Linked DNA regions of Sus scrofa: regions 1 and 3 are each linked to region 2. A link is a contact called in public HiChIP or PLAC-seq data. All regions are on one chromosome and are shown on one strand. Each heading gives the region's core, a stretch centred on a gene start, on an enhancer-like site or on the middle of the called end of the contact. The rest is flanking DNA. Distances are from core to core; before and after follow the strand shown.

Evidence for each region. HiChIP or PLAC-seq counts read pairs in DNA pulled down with a chosen protein or histone mark.
Region 1: a contact with region 2 is called in an H3K27ac HiChIP or PLAC-seq map of skeletal muscle. The contact joins two enhancer-like sites. A contact is called at or near these places in 1 of 5 promoter capture datasets (liver), 2 of 47 Hi-C or Micro-C datasets (alveolar macrophages and embryonic fibroblasts) and 2 of 2 datasets of contacts at active chromatin or transcription factors (alveolar macrophages and skeletal muscle).
Region 3: a contact with region 2 is called in an H3K27ac HiChIP or PLAC-seq map of alveolar macrophages. The contact joins two enhancer-like sites. A contact is called at or near these places in 9 of 47 Hi-C or Micro-C datasets (embryonic fibroblasts, fetal heart ventricle, heart right ventricle and 4 more) and 2 of 2 datasets of contacts at active chromatin or transcription factors (alveolar macrophages and skeletal muscle).

Annotation. Positions count from the first base shown.
Region 1 is chr14:28,465,386-28,469,653 of Sscrofa11.1, forward strand. No RefSeq gene overlaps it. Among named protein-coding and RNA genes, the nearest start is that of SCARB1, 170 kb to the left of the region's middle. Within about 2 kb of position 2,991, at least 40 of the 83 cell types and tissues checked have an H3K27ac peak or open chromatin away from gene starts, as enhancers often do. A contact at or near this core is called in liver and skeletal muscle, where this site is marked.
Region 2 is chr14:28,589,414-28,593,088 of Sscrofa11.1, forward strand. No RefSeq gene overlaps it. Among named protein-coding and RNA genes, the nearest start is that of NCOR2, 52 kb to the right of the region's middle. Within about 2 kb of position 1,683, at least 63 of the 83 cell types and tissues checked have an H3K27ac peak or open chromatin away from gene starts, as enhancers often do. A contact at or near this core is called in alveolar macrophages, liver and skeletal muscle, where this site is marked.
Region 3 is chr14:28,666,005-28,670,036 of Sscrofa11.1, forward strand. It overlaps NCOR2 (nuclear receptor corepressor 2), which reads left to right. Exons shown (of 49, transcript NM_001044576.1): 4 at 3,588-3,715. Among named protein-coding and RNA genes, the nearest start is that of NCOR2, 25 kb to the left of the region's middle. Within about 2 kb of position 1,402, at least 36 of the 83 cell types and tissues checked have an H3K27ac peak or open chromatin away from gene starts, as enhancers often do. A contact at or near this core is called in alveolar macrophages, liver and skeletal muscle, where this site is marked.

The DNA.
Region 1 (4,268 bases), core at 1,741-4,240, 120 kb before region 2:
TTGAACCTAGTGCTGACCCAAAGCTGGTGCTCACATACAAATCAGTTTGACCTTGAGGAGTTCCCAGGGTGGCACAACGAGATCAGGGATTGGCTGCATCTCTGCAGCACCAGGACGCAGTTTCAATCCCTGGCTGGCACAGTGAGTTAAAGGGCCCAGTGTTGCCGCAGCTGTGGTTCAGATCTGATCCCTGGGCCGGGAATTCCATATGCCGCCAGGCGGCCAAAAAAGGAAAAAAAAAAAAAGTAGTTTGACCTTGAGCCTGACCCTGAAGAATTAATTTCCTGCTGACTCAGGGCACTTCTCCAAGACCCCATGGTGAGGTGGAACAGGTTGAGTCCAGAGCAGGAAAAAGGTGAAATTCAAAGCCTGACCCAGACCCAGCAGAGAAGGGGGAGCCCCAGGCAGGTGGGTCTCCGTCTACTCCCTCTGCCCTGCCCCGTCCTCGCCCACGAACTCCATTTGTCCCAGCATGTGCCAGGCCTCGCCCCAGGTGCCCCAAACAGCACGCAGTCGCAAAGGATCCAAAGTGTGTCCCAGTTCCCTCCTTCAGGAGAGGGGGTGTTGGGGCAGGGCCTGGGAGCTAAGACATGGGGTGTCGTGATGAGATTAGACCCAGAGAAGCCTGGAGGAGGGTTCCCCCACTCAGATTATGGGGGGGGGATCTCCAGGGCGGCCTGATTCACCCTCCACTCCCTGGCATTGTGGTTGGTAGTTCTCAAGCTTGGCAGGCTTCCCTCTTTTTCCTCACTCAGGTGAGAGGTGTAACAATCACCCCTTGTGTTGGCAAGAGATCTGTGCCAGGCTGGACACTTTCAGATCCCTAGAGGGGCATATTAAAGTCCTGCTACTATGCCTTCACCGATGCTGTTCCCTCCCCCAGGCCTGCCCTTTCCTGCCTCCTGCCTGCTCCCTTCACCTGCTCAAGCTCAGGCCTCAGCAGAAGCATCCCTTCCCCTTTCTCCCTGGAATCTACTCTCCTAGCTCTCAGCGCTTCCCCTTTATAGACGTGACCACAAATGGTAAATCCAGAACTGTGAAATGCTCTCTTCGTATCCAGCTTCGCCCATTCCTAGGCTACCTAGGCAGTAAGAGCAGGAATCCCAGGTTTCTGACCCATGGGATTTAGTGTATTTAGTTGCCCTTGCATGGAGTTTTATCATTTTCAATGTATTAACTGGCATCATTTTAAATTTAAGAGATTTCACATTAAAAATCTGAATTTGGAGTTCCTGTCCTGACACAGTGGAAACGAATCCAATTGGGAACCATGACGTTGTGGGTTTGATCCCTGGCCTCACTCAGTGGGTTAAGGATCCGGTGTTGCCATGTGCTGTGGTGTAGGTCGCAGATGTGGCTCAGATCCTGCGCTGCTGTGGCTGTGGCATAGGCTGGCAGCTACAGCTCCGATTAGACTCCTAGCCTGAGAACCTCCATATGCCGCAGGTGTGGCCCTAAAAAGACAAAAAGACCAAAAAAAAAAAAAAAAATCTGGATTTGTGGCCTTTATTTATAAAAAATCAGAAGACTCAGTAACCTTGGGTCCTATATTCTGATGTGATGACAACTGGCTAGAATTGGCCTTTATACAAGGCAGGTGCTCTTGTTCACTTTTCCCCACTCCCCACCAGTCTCTATTGCACCCTACCTCTGATCCATTTTACTCCTTTACATTACCTATCTGATCTCTATAGGTTTGGGGTTTCAACCCCTTGTCTGGTCCTTTGTGTACCTGGCCCCTGACTGTGCCTGGTGCATAGTGGACATTTTATGTTCGCCCATTCCTTGCAACAGCTTGGTAGGACACACCTCCCCCCCAACTTGTTTTTGGCCACACCTGCAGCTTGCAGAAGTTCCTGGGCCAAGGGTGAACCCACGCCATAACAGCAACCAGAGCCACATCAGTGGCAAGGCTGGATCCTTTACCTGCTGTGTCACCAGGGAACTCCCATCTTCCCATGTTTAAAATGAGAAAACGGAGGTTCCCAAGATCATACAGCTAACGAGTAGCAGAGCCAGGATTTGAACCCCTGATTATCTGGTTCCTAAATCTGAGCTTGTTCCACCCCATCCCATGCCTGCACCAAGTGGGATGGAGAAAGCCTCCTTTCACTTGAAATGCCATCCATATCTTCATTGGAACCCCTGAAGCTCCACTCAGAGAAGGGACCGAAAACTCAGATGCCGTCAGAGGCCACATGGATTCATAAAAGAGGAGACGAGCGTGACTTGAAAAGCAGAGGCCCCTGCCCCAAACATCTGGATTTGTGTGTCAACTACCCTAATCTGTCGGCAGGATAGGTCCCTCTACCAAGTCGTCAGGCTGTGCCCTTGACTTTGAAGCTGGGTTTTCGTGACTGGGTGCAGAAGTCCTGTGCCGCGTGGGGGATCCTGGCCTTCTGGCTCGCTGTCGTCAGGTTGGTGTGGTCGGCATCGTCTCTGCTGAGCTGAGGGTCCTTTGTGGGGCCTCTGAGATCTCGCCAGAGTGGCTGCAATCTCCAGACTCAGACTCGCCGCTAACCCTGCCCTCCACACACCATCACTGGGCCCTTCCCTCCCAGTGTGCTGGGCGACTCACCTTTCCTTTACAACACAGAGAAAGAGAAATACTGATCCTATGTACCAGGTACCACGCAAAGCCCTGGGTAGCTTCCCAAATGCAATCAGAAACGAATCCCAGAGTCTCAAAGAGAGAAACATCAGCTCCATGAGGGGCAGGGATGTTGTCGGTCTTGTTCCCGGCTGCCTCCCTGATGCCTGGAACAGAATGGCCCGTAGCAACTGCTTGTTGAATGACTGAACCATAGCATATGAGCCTTTGCAATTGGCAGTGTCACAAAAGGAGCTTCTGAGATTATCCTTCCTTTTGGGGGTGAGGCATCTAAGCGGCCGCAAGTGGAAGGAATTGGCCAGCGTCGCACGGCTGTTCAGGGCGGGGTCAGCCGCAGAACTTGGGCCTCTTCTGGCCCCAGCCAAGGAACAAAACCCTCTCTCTCTTTATCTCCACTCCAGCATTGCCGCTTGTGCTTTTACACACAGTGGATTTTCAGAGCCTGTGGTTGACGTCCAACAAATAAATAGATGGGTGGAGAAAAAATACCTCTTGTAACAATGTCAGCAAAGCTCTTCAAGGCCACTCTGGGGGGCTTACTCCTTGCAAAGGGGCCTCACCTCTTCTTTCAGAATGAGCTTCTTACTGGAATCCAGGCAGCATGGAGGACTTGCTCCTGGAAGGGTATTTCGACATTCATCAAACGTAGTTATTTCCTCAAGTAAAATATTTAAACAGAGCTTCAAGGAATCCAACAAAAGAAAATGAGTTTTAGGGGAAATACACACACACACACACACACACACACACACACAGGCACACACACACTGACACACAAACCAAATTCTTTCCTCAAAACATAAGCTGGAAGGATTTTATCTGCTCTCAGAGGGAAAACTCGAGAGGTTTAATTTAAAACTTGGGCGGGCTCATGGCTTTTCAATGGAGTGATTGTTCCATAGTGAGGGCATGAGATAATACGAAAACGTTTTCCAGCCCCGTGTTTGGTTTGGCTTCAGAAATGCAAACTGGCGTTCTTCTGAGAGGCCCCGTTTCCGGGGCCCATGTGTGGCTCAACTGCTGTATCTCTGCAGGTCAGAGACCAGATTTGCAATAACATTTTTGCAATCCGAGACTTTCAAGGGAATGCAGGCGAAGTGATTGCCCTGTGCTTGTGTGCAGAGTGGGGACAAGGAGCGGTTACCTAACCTGGGGGCTTGGCACCCAGCCCCCAGTTGCCCAGAACCTCCCCGTTTGTGTGAAATACAGGCAGAACAAGATTTCAGAATAATCTGCCCTTATCTGGCCACCTCAGGGCACGCCACATCTTTTGACCCTTCAGGGTTCATAACTCTCCCACTGTCTTTGTCGACCCACTAGACAAAGGGAGATCCAAAAACATTTCAGAAACTCAGCCTGCATCAGCCCAGCTGCCCCTGGGATTCTTTCCGTGTGGATCTGGGGTGGGGGTGGGGGTTCAGAGGGGTGGAAATGTGTCCGACCAGAGGGCAAATGCTGATAACCGTTGTCCCCCTCTGCTTTACTGCTCCCGCTTTGCTTTGAGCTATCTTGGGAATATGCTTATTTTCGGAGAACAGGGCTTCCCAGAGTCAAGTTCAGGGTACAGCGTATCCAGGTAGGACGTTTGGGTGGCTGTTGATTTGGGAGTGACAGGCACTTTGGGGGAAGCCTCTGATATATGGGGGGAGGAGGGGTT
Region 2 (3,675 bases), core at 433-2,932:
AGGGCAAGCCTTGGGAGGCAGAAGCTGGGAAAAGGAAGCCCAGAATTTAAGACTCTACACCCCCCCCCCACCCCGTGCTTAATCCCGGAGCAGAAATCTCATTGAGATGCAAGTGCAGGGGTGTGTTCTCAGGTGACAAGGGGTGAGGGTGGGGGCGGGGGCTGAGGAGATGGCCTGGTGGGGTGAGACTGGCTGAGGAGCGCTCCCCAGTTCCCACCCTCCCTCCTCAACCCCCAGGCCCCTCTGAAGGGCTAGTCCTTCCTTCTGGAGGTCTGGCTTTTTGCCTGTGGATTCCCATGGGCAGCCTGGAGCTGGTGGGGCCAGAACGTGAAGGGAGGGGACATCAATTCCCTTCTGTTCCAAACTGCAAATGGCTCCTTGCCCCTCCGCAGACACTTCCCTTTTTTCCAGGTTTCATCAGTCTCAGGTGTTTCCCCCCATGCTCTCTAGAAAAAAGAACACAAGCAGCCTTGTGGGGGCCAAGAGGGACACTTCGCGACAAGGGAGGCAGGCAATCCCTGCATGCTGGCAGGCGGCGGGAGGCACACCCCGGGCCCTGGAAACCGCACGGCGGCCTCCCCACCACAGCCATTCCCCACTCCCCCTGGGGGTTCTCAGATGTTGGCAGATGGCAGAACTGAATCTGCTGAGACGTCGCTCCAAAAAAGGAAAGTTGAACTGAAAAAAAAAAAAAAATTCAAACTCTCCTACTTAGGGGAAAGCAGAGGAGGAGGGAGGGTCGGTCGGGGCTGCCAGTGCCCTCTACTGTTTAAATAGATCTCCCCTGGGTTTGAAAGGGCAACCTAGGAGGGGTAGGAGGGGGTAAATGAGGACACACAGTTGTCAGGGCCACCAGTGGGGTTTCTGCTGGAGCTGGGAGAGCCTGCTGTGTGCCAGGGGACTGTCCACATGTGTGCTTGTCTCTGACCCTGCCTGCTTGTGCACTGCGAGCCGGACCACAGGCTTGCAGCATCAAGTCTGTGCATTTGTGTCCCAGAAAGTCCCCAAATGGGAGTTCACACTGAGTCCCTACTGTGAAAGGGTAGAGCACAAATAGGCAGAAACCCGGGCCCTCTGGAAACGGACATTACAGTGTGTGTGACTGCCTCCGTGTGCGAATTCCTGCCTGGAGTTTGTTTATCTGTGAGTGACCTTATGTCTTCTGAGTCTATGCCCCAGGCCACGCGCACGTCTGCGGAGCGTTGCGAGTTTCCCAGCGTGTTCACCTGGGTTAGACCTCCTCTCTGCAGAGGCCCAGTGTGTGCACGTCCACTCGTGAGAGCTCTGCACCCTACTGTGTGCCACAGCCTCCGAGTGAACTCTCCTCCGTCTGTGTGTCCCTGCGCATCTGTGTGCGTCCCTTAAAGGCCTGGTGTGTGGCCCTCCCCTCACGCCCCCTCCCCGTCCACAGGCCACTCCTGAGTTATAATTTAATAGCTGAAACGCGATTCCAGTTAAGTATCCGGGGCTGGAGAGGAGGGGGCGGGATGGGGAGGCGCTTTCTCCCTCCTTCCTCCTTCGGGGAGCTGCTAAAAAGAAACTCGGCGTGGCGCCCAAGTGTGTGTGTGTCTGTGTGGCAGCGTGTGCACGCGCGAGTGGGTGCGCGCAGGCCCAGGGGGAGGCGACGCGGGCCCTTTAAGGAGCCCGAGGGGGCCGGGCCGGGGCGCGTCGGTGCGGGCGGGGAGCCAGGAGCGGGGAGGCCGAGCCACCGCCTCCCGGGCTCCCGCCCCGCCCCCTCCTCCCCCTGCCACCGCCACCGCCGCCGCCGCCGCCGCCGCCGCCGCCGCCGCCGCCGCCGCCGCCGCGGAGCGGAGCCGCGGGCAGGCCGGCCGCACCGGAGCCCCGCGTCCGCCCGCGCCCCGCCAGAGTCCGTGCGCCCGCGCCCTGCGCCCCGCGATGCGCGCCAAGTTGCGGACCGGGGACCGGGGGCTGGCGCCCTAGGAGGCGGCGGCGGGAGGATCGCGTCCCGGCTGGAGGCTGGGCCTGCTGTGAGCCCCCAGCCCGTTCGGCACCGCCACTTGCCTGAGCGCCCGGGCGGCCCGAGCGCACCTCGAGGCCGGGTGCTGCTGCCGCCACCTCTGCGAGGTGAGTTGGGGCCCGGGGTCCCCGCGGAGGGCCGAGGTGAGGTGCAGGGCGCGCTTCCGGGGGAATCGGGGAAGATCTGGCGGCGCACGCGGCGGAGTTGGCGGGGCCCCTGCGCTCCCGAGTTGGCGCTCTCGGGGGGTGGCCTGCTGGGGAGCGAGGCGCCCCATCGACACTGCGGCCCGCGTGCGTGGGGGTGCCGGGGAACTTAGGGGAACTCCAGCTCCCTAGCGAGGGGGCGGGAAGGAGGGAAGTGGCGTGGGGGTGGGTAGGCGGGCGGGGGGCGCCCTGGAACTGCGCAGGGCAGCCCCCCAACGTGTGCTACAGCCCTGGGGGCAATGCCGCCATGCGCTTCCTTCCTACCCTAGCAGCTTCTCACTTGGAGGGTGACACTGCGCCTTATTTTCCAGAGGGCAGCGCAGGTTTGCGGAGCCCCCGGAGATGGCACCCTCAGCTCCCTGGCCTGGCTGCTGTGGAAGGCACACGGGGGTGGGGTTCCCGCCAGCCGAGGGGGGCTGGTTTCTGGCGGTGATCGCTCCTGGGCGAGGAACCTGAGGGCTCTGGATGGGGGTCCCCGGGGACAGGCGCCCCTTGCTTCCCCCTCCCCCGTGGGCCAGTGTTCCTGGTGTCTGGGCCTGCCTCCCGCGGCTGGTGACGCCTCATTGGGCCGCCTTCTGGTCCCTCCCCCGGGCTGTGCGGATACTTGGGATGCCACTAGTTTGGGAAGTTGGAATTCAGAGATGATCCCACTTGGGTTGGAACCGGAGGCCCCACGGCCTAATGCTGGGGGAGCAGCCCCAGAGACTTGCGAGGAGTTGGGGGGCCAGTTGGACTCGCCTTCCCCACCCTGGACGCTTGCAGGGAAAAGCTCGAGGGAGGGAGGGAGGGCCAGGCGGGGCGGGAGGGAGAGACACGCTGTACCTGCGAGCTGCTGTCGCCCGGGCCCAATTAGCGTGGGGCGCCCGGCGTTATTTTTACATTGTAGGTTTATTTTTTTGGAAGCGAGTGCCCTCCCGCCGCCTGTCGCGCGCTCTGGCGCTCTGAGGGTCTGGTGCAGGCAGCGGAGGCGGATCTGTTCTGTCGGCTCAGCCTCCTCCCTTCCTCCCCCCCTCCCCCCCCCGTTGGTGAGAACTGGTTTTATTATGATTATTTTTTTTCCCTTTTGCAGATTTGGAGGAAGGATGTGTGAGGGAGGCAGGGAGGAGGGAAGGGGAGAGGATCCCTGTGGGCTGTATGGGGGAGTTCTGTTGAGTTGTTATCGGTGGCCTTGACTTTGCCCTTTTTAAACCAGATCTGGGTCCCCGCGGCTGCTTTGATAGATGGGGCTCTCCGGGCCGGGAGTTAGCTGGGAGGGCGTCTCAGGTCATTGTTTGTTGTGTACATCGTCGTGGGTGGCCTTTTTTTTTTTTTTTTTTTTCTCTTTTTTGATGGGGTGGGGGGACAGCCATCAGAGAAAAGGAAGGGATGTGAGCTGGGATAGCTGAGCCATTCATAGCCAACTCTGCAACTCAAGTCCTTGGGCTGGAATCATACTTTTGCCACATTAACTGCAGTGTGATCCTGGACAAATTACTTAACCTCTCTGTGCCTCAG
Region 3 (4,032 bases), core at 152-2,651, 76 kb after region 2:
ACGGGGTGGGGCCTGGACCCAGTTATCCGTGACCTTCCCAGGACTCAGCTCCCTCCCACACACGCTCCAGATAGGCTTCTATCCAGGGTGGCACCTCCTGGCCCTGGAGGCATCTTCCCAGGCATCCTGGGCATGGAGCTGCTTTGATAGCAAGGCCTCCCAGGAGCCGGAAAGACCTCCAGATATGGCTTTAAACCCCTGTTCCTCCCATTTTGCTGAATGGCCTTGGGCTGCTCACTTAATCCCTGGGTGCAGCCATTGGCACTAGGAGCCTTGTGGGCCTGAGCATCACTGGCGAATGTCCACAAGGTGCCTGGGGGGTGGTGTCTGCATGTGGCAGTCATCTCCTTTCTCCTGGTGGGTGGCAGGAGACTGAGGAGGGTCTGGACTCAGAGACAGGCCTGTGCTTTGGCCTGCGTCATCTCTGGGCCGCCTGGTGTCTTATGCCAGTGCAGATGGAGAGTGAATTCCGGCTGTGCTTGCAGACCCTGGAAAGCCCCTGCTTCCCCTGCCCTGGCCTCAGGCACACTCCAAGCCAGTCTCCATGCAAGGCTCGCTCAGTCTCACCTGCTCCACTTGCAGAACCTCTCTGTGCCCTGTTCCCTCCATCTCTATGGTCTCCTCTTCCCTCCCCCACAGTATCAGGACCCCACATCTTTCCCTGAGGGTCCTGGCAGACCCCTGGCACTGAAGATCTCCCAGGATTGAGGGTCCCAACACACCTTCCCCTCCTTGTCTCCTTTCCTGCCTGTTAAGGTCCTTTCCAGCTCTCCACAGCCCAGCTCAATTCTGCCTTCTCCCCCAAGTTCCCTGGTACCCCCAAAGCGCCCTTGAGTTCCTGCAAGCCTCACGCTGAATGAATGTGTTAAGGTCAAAAGATGTAGGGTCTGAATCCCAGCACGGTTCCTTCCTGCTGTGTGGCCTTCGGCAAGTTACTTAACCTCTCTGTGCCTTTGTGTTAGAAGGGTGTTTAAGAGCGCAGGCTCTGGAGCCAGATTGCTCCTTCACATCCTGCCTCGGTGATGTCTTAGCTGTGAAACAAGTGGCCTTAGCGCCCCGTGCCTCAGTTTCCCATCGGTTGAGAGAGGGTGGTTAGAAGACTGTGAGGATCTAGTTGATTGTGCGGAGGCTTCCGCATGCACGTTACAGCGCAGTGATGATGATTCTGATGATGCTGGCATGATGACAACCTGCCTGTTAAGGTCCTTTTCCAAATGGCCCCCAGGGTGCACTGTGGGCTTTTCCTCTAGAAGAGGGATTGGCAAATCTCCCCTGGAGATATTTCAGGCTTTCCGGACCACGCAGTCTCTGTCACAACTCCTCGGTGCTGCCACCGTCCTAGCGCGAAAGCAGCTCAGCCAACGCGGACAGGAATGGCCGTGGCTGTGTGCCAGTGACACTTGACGCAATGGGCTGAGCCTGGCTTTGGCCTCGGGCCTCGTTTGCTGACTCCTGCCCTAGATCAGTGTTTATCAGACTCTGTGGGAAGGACCAGTCTGTTTCATTTCCACTTTGTCACAAACGGATACTTCTGCACGTGACCCTGTTCTCGGGTGTGGGGACGCACGCTGGCCATGCACTGGGATGCTGCGGTCTTGTCAACACGCTCTCAAGTAGACTGAATTCTCTCGACTTCCCGCTCCCCCAGACCAAGCGTCACAGACCCAGGAGGCTGCCTGGACCACAGGGGGACAAGTGCCCATGTAGAGGGAGCAGACGGGGTTGAAGTGCTTTGTTAACTCTAGGAGGGTTCTCATGCTTCCGGCCGGAGCGCCCGGAGTCTTTAGGCTGTGACCACAGTGAACCCCACTCTGGGTCTGTTTCTCCTTTGGGGTCTCCCCAGTTCTTGGCTTCCTGTGACCCTCCAGGGGGTCCCTGGGGTAGAGGTCAGTGTGGGTGCTGCAGAAATGGCCCCTAAGATGCTCCTTGGAGGGGCTGTACCATGAGCTCATCTTGCCTGGCTCCCACACTGGGAAACCACGGCCAGAGGGTTCAGACCTCTGCCTTGGGGCTCCTGGGGGCCGTGTGCCTTTTCCCGTTTCGACTGGCCATGGTGGGTGCCGTCCTCCCGAGGTCCTCTCCCCAGGGATGGGGCTGTCTGCTTCTCTGCCGCTTTGTTCACTTTGCTTTTGTGTGAGAGAGAGTCTTGCTCCCTGCAGACTGCAGAGCTGCCCGCTTCCTTCTCACACCCCTGCATGCGTGCGTGCATGCACACACCAGAGCTGTGCCTGGCAACCTCTCTCCAGCCCTTCCTCCTTCCTTCGTGAGCTCTGGGTGCCTTGTGTTAGACATCATGGGGTGTGGGAGAGGGCGCAAGCTGAGCCCTTCTCTGCCTTCTGGAAGCTGCCCTCCGCCTTGGGGGCCACCTTTGGAGAGTTAAGAGGGATTTGTGGTCAGGGGCACAGAGGCCTAGGTGGGGCATACATTTCAATGATGGGGAAACCGAGGCTTGGGGATTTGACTGATGGACAGATACCTCTAGCCTAAGGCCTTGCATCTTCTTGCTTCCACATCAGGGCTGCCCGGGAAGGCCCTTCCCTTGACATTTCCAGCCTCTGGGCTTTGACAGGATCCCTGTTGATTCTGCTTACTCATCCTCCTGCTTCCCAGCCTCTTACAAGCTTTGGTTTTGGAGGGTCTGAAACATACATTCTAACACACCTACGTGGTCTCGTCTAATTCTCTTTGCAGAAATAACTGCTTAAAAAAAAAAAAAAGCCAGACAGCAAAAAGATGACTGGATTTTTATGGAAAATTGGGAGAATTAAGAAAGACGCCAAGAAGAAAATAATCACCTACAATCCCACGCTCTCCCAAGCCTTACTCTTGTCAGACATCACTAATTGATTGCCACCCCGCAGTATAACTGAGTGTTCTTGGCAGACAGGACTAATCGATTTGGACTGGTACACAGGGGAAGCCTGTCCTGTTTTCTCCTTTGAAAGGGTGTTTTTTTTTTTTTTTTTTTTTTTTATGTGTCTCAAATCAGAATGTAGTTGCTAAATCAGGATACATCTAATTCGTTAGTGTTTAATTTGTCTGCAGATGATAATGGATATTGGATAGCATTTTACTGAAAAGGGGAGTTTTGCCTAAGGTTATCCTTCTGACTTTGATCTGTGTATGTGACACCAGTGTGTGGGTTCTCCTCCTGCAAGACGGGGGACTCCCACAGTGGCATTTTGTTTTGGAACCTGGTCTTTGAGCCTCGTGTCGCCTTGTCCACAGTCCCCTGGCATGGTTCCCCATGTCTTGCTGTGTCACTTGCGCCTGTAGCAGACGTACAGGTCGTACCTTTTCCCGGTTGTCTCTGCTAACATGCAGGCTCAGTCATCTCATCTGCAAAGAGGCTAGAACGTGGAGGCTGTGGCAGGACTGGGTGCCCCTTAGCTGAAGGTGACCCTTCTCCTTGTTGAGTAGTCCCAGGAATGTCCTCTGGCCAGACCCAGCCTGAGGGCCCGGTAAGGATGCTGGAGGGTCCCCGGGGTGCAGGAGCAGTGCTGGGCAGGGGGCTCTGGCACCTCCTGGCTGTGCGGCCAGCCTGCAGGGGTGTGGATGCTCACTGGCCTCCCTGTGCTCTGCTGCAGGATGTCGGGCTGCTCGAGTACCAGCACCACAGCCGTGACTACACTTCACACCTGTCACCCGGCTCCATCATTCAGCCCCAGCGGAGGAGGCCCTCCCTGCTGTCTGAATTTCAGCCCGGGAATGAAAGGTGAGATGGGGCCCACGCATCCACTTCTCAGACGGGGACGTGGAGTCCTGTGCCCACAGGGAGCTTGCAGGGTTGGTGTTAAACAAGGGGGTGGCAGGCTGTGCCCTGGTCCTTGTGCAGCCAGGATTGGGGCGAGGATGGGGAAGGGCAGGGAAGAGCCACACGGCCCTCGGGTCTGCAGTGGTCTCCAGGTGTGTGGCCCAGACAGGAGTTTAGGGCCTGACTTAATCCAGTATGATATCATCTCAGCTAATTACATCTGCAAAGACCCCACCTCCAAATAAGGTCACATTCTGACGTACTGAGTTAACACGAAT